Regions from separate parts of the Mus musculus genome. Here region 2 is linked to region 1. Evidence: chromatin contacts called from public HiChIP or PLAC-seq data. All regions are on one chromosome and are shown on one strand. Each heading gives the region's core, a stretch centred on a gene start, on an enhancer-like site or on the middle of the called end of the contact. The rest is flanking DNA. Distances are from core to core; before and after follow the strand shown.

Region 1 (3,987 bases), core at 283-2,782:
GCTCAATCCCTTAACTAGACTTTAACATTCTAAGAAGAAACCTTTTCTGGGAATGGAGATTTGGATTTAAAAGTAAGGAATACAACATCTGGAAAGAATCTTTGAGGTCTTCCATAAGTTTTTTCCCTGTTGTAATATCCAAAAATAAGTTCAAGACTACCCTGTACCTTCCCCCTTCAAAAGGACTTTCCAAACTGTACTAGCAGGCCAAGTACAGAGCCAGATAAAAAGCTGGCTGACTAAACAAATATAGAAACATAGTTTTAACGGTCAAAAACAAAATTAACAATCCTCCTGCCCCGCCTCACTAAAACACACACAAGGACAGACAAAATAAGAGTCACCCTACATAAACCAACCAATGTCTAAAAAGATTATTGGCTACACCAATTAAAATAAGCCAAACTACCCTGGTGCCTATATCCAACCCTTACAAAGGTATAAAAAGTGTGTTCCTTCTTTGTTCTGGGTCTCTCCTCCTGCCTGCCAGCTGAGAGGGGAGTCCCCAACATGCTGGATAAGTAAAATCCTCATGAGTTTTTGCAATGATGGTGGTCTCTGTGCTCTTTGTGGGTGAGGGTTTTCTGACAAGCTACAACACTCTCATACCCTTCACCCAGCTTCTCTTGTTACAACTTTAAGTTCAATTTTTCTAGTGAATTATTGAAAACCAAGATGAGTTCACAGATCTTAAACATTTTTAAAATGAAGATCTGGTGGTACCTAGAACATTTACAGTATTATTACACAACTGCCCACTTTTACCTCCAAAATAATTTTATCACCTCCTCCCTAGTGAGCATTCCCCAAGGCTCCCTCCACAAAGAGGGCCCTTGCCACTCTCAAGTCTTTGTCAAAGCCCCATAAACCTCTCTAGACCCCACGCTCCAGTCTTCCCCAGACCTTTGGTCAGAATTTTTCTTTTTTTAATTGTTTTTTGGTTTGTTTGTTTTCTGTTTTGTTTGTTTTGGGTTTGGTTTGTTTGTTTGTTTGTTTGTTTGGTTGGTTGGTTTTTTGTCACCTAGTGCTAAGATTAAAAGCATGCACCACCAAATTTACTCCCTTTTATACTCCAAATTTTAATGTATCCATTGTAGATAAACCTGATCTCCTAGCATACTTGGATGGTTAGTTTTCTCGGCTTTTTTTTTTTTCCAATGTCTTTCATATCTCTCAACCCATGAGATAGGGGCTGGATAATCAATTACATAGAATAAATAAATCTAGACAGTCAGTCTGCTGCTGAACGTATTTACCCGCGGTGTTAGGCATTACCGAGGTGTTTTAATGCCGTTGACATCCAATTGTTCTTTTACCAGTGAGCAACGCAGTCAATTTTTGCTCCGGGCTGAGAATAGACCGTCAAGTGAACTCTGGGATGAGTTCGGATTGCAAGCCAGGGCACCTCCCAGAGGCTCCGAATGCCCACGTGGACCCCCTCGGGCCTTCCCACCTCAAGTGAGACCCGAGCTGGGGGGCGGGGAGACGGGCGGGCTCTCGGGCAACTCTGGATTGGCCAAGATTCCAGCCCCGCTCAGCGTGGATCTGGCCGCGCGAGCTGACCAGTGATCCGGAGACTGCCCCGAAGGGAGCGTAAGCTGCATTCCCGGAGGGGCGGGCGGTACGGGAGCCGCTTCCGGGTGAGCCGCCCCGCCCCCACGTGGGCTTGCGCTTTTAGAGCGGGAGAGCGCGGTGTCCAGAGCCCGGCTCGGAGCGGCGGCGAGCAGCGTCCTTGGTACGTGAGCAGGCGCCGGCCTCTGGGAAGTGGCGGGTTGAAGGGGGACGGGACCCCAGAACAAGGTGAGGTGCACCCCTATGGCGCTGTGTTCCCGAAGCTCTGACGCTGTAGCGGAGACGCTGTCCCTATGCACCTACTAGAGTGGGCGGGATTCTTGCCGCTACAAGGTCTTGCTGCGTCCGGGATTCGGGACTCAAAGATGGGCTCCACCCGCCCCCTTTCTCGGAGGCCTCAGGGGTAGCCTCGGTTTCTGCAGAGCGCGATCTGTCTGGCAGGCTGGAGAAGTGGGGAAAACAATAAGGGTCGCTTGTGCTAGGTCTCTCCTGCTTCTGCTCATTCAGTCATACAACGATCCATTGAGATCCGCTTAAGACCCAGACCACATGAGAAGAAAAGCAGTCATGCAGCTTGAAACAAGAATTTGTCCCCATGCCTTTTAAATCCCAAAGTCACATACTAACCACCCTGCTACCAGCCGTGGCCAGGTCTAGGTTAAACCTTTCTTCCCCTACTCTCACCTGGAATCTCTGTCGCCTCTTCCATACTGGGACTATAACGTGTGAACTCTGTCCTTCTAATGCCAAAAGTCCTGGTGAGGACTGAGGGCTGCTAGACTCCAGAAGTTTGGACCATATTTATAGCTGACCTGCTGTATGAGACCTGCCCTTCTCGAGTTCAGTTTTACAGTTGTTTGATGTAAAAGCTCTCAGCCAGAATATTTTAGCAGTCTGTGGAAAGGCAACTCCTAGCTTGAAATGTCTAGACCCGGGCAGCAGGGGGGATTAAGCGCCCACACTAGATGAGGTCTAAGGTCTCTTCTTTAACCCCTCCTAACACCGTGGCAGGTGGCAGCTAGAGTGTGCAGGAAATGCAAATGAGCCACCGGGCAGTACCTTTTCAGAACTGCCCACAGATGCCTTTCCTGGGCCTCTTTGGGCTTCAGATTTCCCAGCTCTGAACCTTCTACCTAGCTGGCCCTCCTGACTTGTCTCCTCCCTAGCCAGGGCAGAGCCTGCTCGAGCTGGCACCACTTCACTACTATTTATGCCAAGAGCACAGCCTCCGGAATTCTTTGTGGGGTACAACCTGGGAGCCCAGGCTCTGAAGCTTTCTCTCAGCTGCTCCCAGTGGCAGTCTCACTCCCAGGTTGTGGGATGCTACCTCCTAAGGGAGGTGAGACCTTTACAGTCTTTCAGAAAAGCTACCCCGCAGTGTCTCTAAGAAACTACAGTGTTCCTTTTCCTTCTTGTCTAGTACGTGCTGCTGGAGGGCGGCTAGCCTCTCTCACCTCAGGCAGTGGCTGGAATGTATGTCCTTCCCTAGGTGTGGCGAAGGGTCAGACACAGTACAGCCTACTCATCCCAGCTCAGCACTAGCCATACATTTAGCGTTACTTGCCGCTGCTACCGTGGTGTTAGACATACCTCATCAGTAATCTGATCTTCACGCAGGCTTGATAATATCAGCACATTTTAAATCTTGAAAGAAAAAAAAAAAGTGGGGGAGGATCTGAAAGGCCTTGCCCGTCGTTATAGAATCGACTCTGGGATTGTTTGGCCCAGAAACAGTTGTTTCTGCAATACCTTGTACAGCTTGCTAGCAGAGTGAACCTGTTGTACAATGGGAGAGAAGGTAGCCTGGGCCCCTGTGGTCTTGTGTTCCTGTATTCCTAGGCCCCTGTGTTACTGTATGAGGCACAGGGTTTAAGCTCAAGTTTGCAAACCCCCTTAATTTGTGGAAAGTGCCCTGCCCATGTTTGGAAATCTTCCAGACTCTGAAGGACTTCTCTCAAAGAAAAACCCTGATCTAGAATTGGTTCTATAAAACAGAAGCAACTCTGGGCACCTTCCCACTCTATGGACGTTCATTAAGCATCTGCTATCACACGCTGTATAGTACAGGGCCTTGGGCTGGAAGTCTCAGGCTAGTCCCTACCTCTGCCTTACTCACTGTGTGAGTTCAGGTGGCCTTCCATCCCTTCATTTCTCCTATCAAACTGTGAGGGATTGAATAGAGCTTTTTTTCTTTTAAGTCGGCACCAACGTCTCTTTCAGTTTCATCTAGTGGCCAAAATAAAAACCTGCATCCGGGCAGGAGATATCTCAGTGATCAAGAACACATGTTGCTCTCACAGAGGACTTGGGTTTGGTTGACTCAACAGCCATAAGCAACACTAGTTCCGGGGACCACACAACCTCTTCTGAATTCTGTGGGCATTGCAAATATGTGATACATATGCATGCATGCAA
Region 2 (3,817 bases), core at 13-2,512, 1.3 Mb before region 1:
TAGTCAAAAGAGAAGGTGCTGTCTACCTCAAGGGAAATAGCAAGTGAGGTTTCAGAAGGCCACATCTGGAGGCAGCTCTGAAGCTTTTAGAGAATATTCTGAAAGAAAGGTCATTCATAGCAACAGATACGATCCAGCTCTGTGTCCCAGAAATCTATTTATTATATGAAATTCCAGACATGGCCCAGAGGGCAACTTGGGCTGTTTAACAGGAATTGTTCAACAACAGCTGCCAAGTCCATTCCCATTCAGGAAGCCCTCTTACATCATCCTGTTTGATCTTCCCCATGACTGCAAAGCAGACTGGGGTGAAAGCAGGGGCTGCGTTGACTTATTCAAGGAGCAATGCTGAGAAGAGGAAAGGCTAAGATGCAACCTGAGGTTTTCAGCCTGTAAGGAAAGGGTCCGGCAGGCTTTTGGAGCCAGGCTGGTTTGCATATACCACCAAGTTTTACCATTAGATTAACACTGGTAGATTTGATTAAGAATGCTTTTATGCTGGGTCTCAGTTCTCTATGCTGTGAAGAAGAAATACTACTTGCCTCTGAGGCTGGTGACGAGTGTGAAGTCAGCCTCTAAGCCAAGTTCCCAAGACTGTACCTGAGCCAGAATGTTCAATTCTAGTAACCTCTGTCCACAAACTCATCACAAACACCTGGAACACTATTTGCACCCCCATACAACCCACAGACACTTCACACACTCGTTCCACAGCACTGAGCCTCCCCTTCCTGACCCCCTCACTAATTTCTTCCCCTAGTATGAACTTTAGGGCAAGCCAGTTTCATCGGCAAATTTAACAGCCCTGGAGAGCACCCTGCAAGAGATAGAGGAGCTTTGGTTCAACAGCAAATTATTTCCAAATTCCTCTTCTCTCACCATGTCTTTGAAACTATCCTCAAATATCCTACTGCCACAACCTTGTCTCCAGGTAGGTAAATGCCCAAACAGTGGGCTCTTCTTTCCCAGAAATGGGTATGTTTCCAGTTTAGAGCATGCTGTAATTGTTGGACAACCCCAACAGTCATTGTGCTGCTGACAAAGGACTGCCATCTCCAGGGACCCAGCAAAGAGACTAATCTGGAAGCTTCCTGGGCCACCAGCATGGATCATGCAGTGTGCAGGGTCCCCGCGGCAAGGCGTTCTGTGGCTGAGCCTAAAGGAAACAGAAGTGGTTGGTGTACACTCACGCGGAACTGTCTCCTTCCTACCACCCGCTGACATCAACCATCGTCTATCTCGCTACAATTTCTCTGCACTCAGATTAATCCCAGGCGATGAAAAATGAACCTCTCCCCCACCCTTGCAGCCACCCTTCGCCTCACGCCCCCAGAGAAGAGTTTCTCCATCCGGCAACTGGTGAAGGCTTTTTTCCAAGTCACATGATCCAGGATGCAGGGGAAAATCCTTCTTGGAACAGAGCTGGGTACAGAACCGAATCAGATGAGGAGAGATAAGGTGTGATGTGGGACAGACTATATAAAGCATGGAGCCAGGGCTGCAACAAGCAGGCAGCTGTGGGGCTCCTTCCCCTGACCCAGCCATGCAGGTGCAGCCCGGCTCGGTAGCCAGCCCCTGGAGAAGCACGAGGCCCTGGAGAAGCACAAGTCGCAGCTACTTCTACCTCAGCACCACCGCACTGGTGTGCCTTGTTGTGGCAGTGGCGATCATTCTGGTACTGGTAGTCCAGAAAAAGGTGAGTAAACATCTTTTTTCTGCTTTTCTTTCCTCATTTATAATGTGTGTCCTCTAGAGGAACAGCTCTGGGAAGCTAATGAATAGTTTAACTAGGAGCAAAAAAAAAAAAAAAAAAAAAAAAAAATTTAAAAAGTGAAAATAAGTAAAACTATGCATATATAGAGAGAGATTATATCAGAGAAAAGGGGAAAAACTAGAAATGAACTTTCTGCACTCAGTGGGAATTTTTTAAAAGAAATAGAACTGGACATGAGCTCAAAAATTTCCAGATGTACTGGAGCCAACAGAAGAGCTGCTGACCTTGAGAAGTTAAGATTGAAGCCCAGATGGGTCACAGCCTCACAGTATGGAGGGAGGAAGCATAGGGAGCCCTGATGGCGAGTGCGCATGTGGGTATCACCTCTGTAAGGCGCTCATCCTAATTCTAAGGTTATGTCCTCAATCCGTGCTCCCAGGACTTCTGAGGCCTCTCTTTTGCCGAGAGTCTGTTGTTGCTATTGTTTGTTTGTTTGTTGTGGTTGTTTTCTTGCTTGCTTGCTTGTTTTTAGTGAGGAGCTACTTTTTAAAGACTGTGATATTTGAGAGAGAGAGAGAGAGAGAGAGAGAGAGAGAGAGAGGGAGAGAGAGAGGGAGAGGGAGAGAGAGAGAGAGAGAGAGAGAGAGAGAGAGAGAGAGAGAGAGAGAGGCCAAGTCTTCCCAGAGCTCTGCTATTTCAATGTTAAAACCCACAAAAGAAATCGAAAGCTTCCTCACAAGCCACTGGCTTTGAAGAGTTCAGGGTGTTGAAAAGTAGCAGTGTTTTTGTCACCTGTACCCTCTGAGATGCACACATAATGTGCAGGGCCACACCATCTTGGGAAATTTCGTTTGTTTGAAATGGGGGTAGGGGGAGAAAGTCAAACCGTAGCTTAGAAAAGTATCCTTGAGAGAGAACTCTTACACACTGTCTGGAAAGGACTGCGTGGTCAGCTCACATGACTCACAGGCTTGGGGTGAGATCCAGGCATGGTGATTTGGATACTGTATGAATACCACTGGTGCAACACCCTGCCCAAGTGTGAACTCACCTAATTTATAATTCTTCCAAGTTGCCTTGGACCACAGACTCTGCAGCATACTAGTTGCTGAAAGCTAGGGCCTTACAAGTATCAGCAAGTATGGATATTGAAATAAAGCTTTAAAGCTCCTTCCTCCTTGGCAGTGTAAGAAGGGAGTTATTCACACTTGGCCTGCAGAGCTGATGGGACACATCAGTTCATGGATCGTTTGCATCAGGCCAAGAAGGACTCGCAGACAAACCTCTGGGCACTTTCTCTTCTCTCCACATTCTCTACTTTCTGTCACTCTGATTTTCCATACACCAGATGTATATTGTTTTGCAGTAATGGCCAGGCAAGAGAGATTAGAGTAGCCTGAAGACATTTGTCATTCAGAGGACACAGGCAGAACTGCTGGGTGTGGGGAAGAAGCCAAGGTGGGGAAGGCTGATGGTGGCACTGTGCAGAAGCAGCTCCCATCCACTGTTGAAATGATTCCTCCTGTGAAATCTGCACAGGCTTCTGCCCTGTTTCTGCAGAGGCACAAAATGAAGCACAGACAGGGGACAGGGCTTACAGTCAAGCACCCTGAGCAAGTGGTACAGTAGGGGCTGCTTAGTGGCTCTTGGTTGCTCTGTGAGAATGCTGTTCCCTTTGCTTGCCCTGATGGTGGCAGAAACATTCTCATTCTTCTCTCAGAGATTTTTCCTCTTGTGTCTGTTGATCTGACTTACCTCCGTGCCTGGGTATAGAACGGTGCACAGTCTGTGTGTAAGCTCTAGTATGCTGTGATTTTTTTTTACGTGTCAGATACTTGCTCACAAGCTAGGGCTTTCCATTTTAATGGCTATGCTATTAAGAATCTAACGCTTTTCGCATATCGTTTCTAGTACATTATCAGGCATTAACTGTGGCAAGAACTGGGGAAAAATGAGTCCCCTGGGCCTGGGTTATTAAGAGTACATCCCATAGGAAGGCAGATGGGGACTGTTACAAACAGGTGAACTTAGCAACTGGAGAGACTCAGTAGGAATCTGTCAAAGAACCCAATGAAAAGATCCAAAGAGCTCAGACTCGCATTC

What was found. HiChIP or PLAC-seq counts read pairs in DNA pulled down with a chosen protein or histone mark.
Region 2: a contact with region 1 is called in an H3K27ac HiChIP or PLAC-seq map of microglia, with 8 times the contacts expected there. The contact joins the promoter of Tnfsf8 here to the promoter of Alad in region 1. A contact is called at or near these places in 1 of 39 promoter capture datasets (pre-B cells) and 1 of 115 datasets of contacts at active chromatin or transcription factors (microglia).

The regions. Positions count from the first base shown.
Region 1 is chr4:62,517,608-62,521,594 of GRCm38.p6, reverse strand. Alad (aminolevulinate, delta-, dehydratase) reads left to right here and starts at 1,532. Exons shown (of 12, transcript NM_008525.4): 1 at 1,532-1,735.
Region 2 is chr4:63,858,729-63,862,545 of GRCm38.p6, reverse strand. It overlaps Tnfsf8 (tumor necrosis factor (ligand) superfamily, member 8), which reads left to right and starts at 1,262. Exons shown (of 4, transcript NM_009403.3): 1 at 1,262-1,696. The coding sequence starts at 1,487.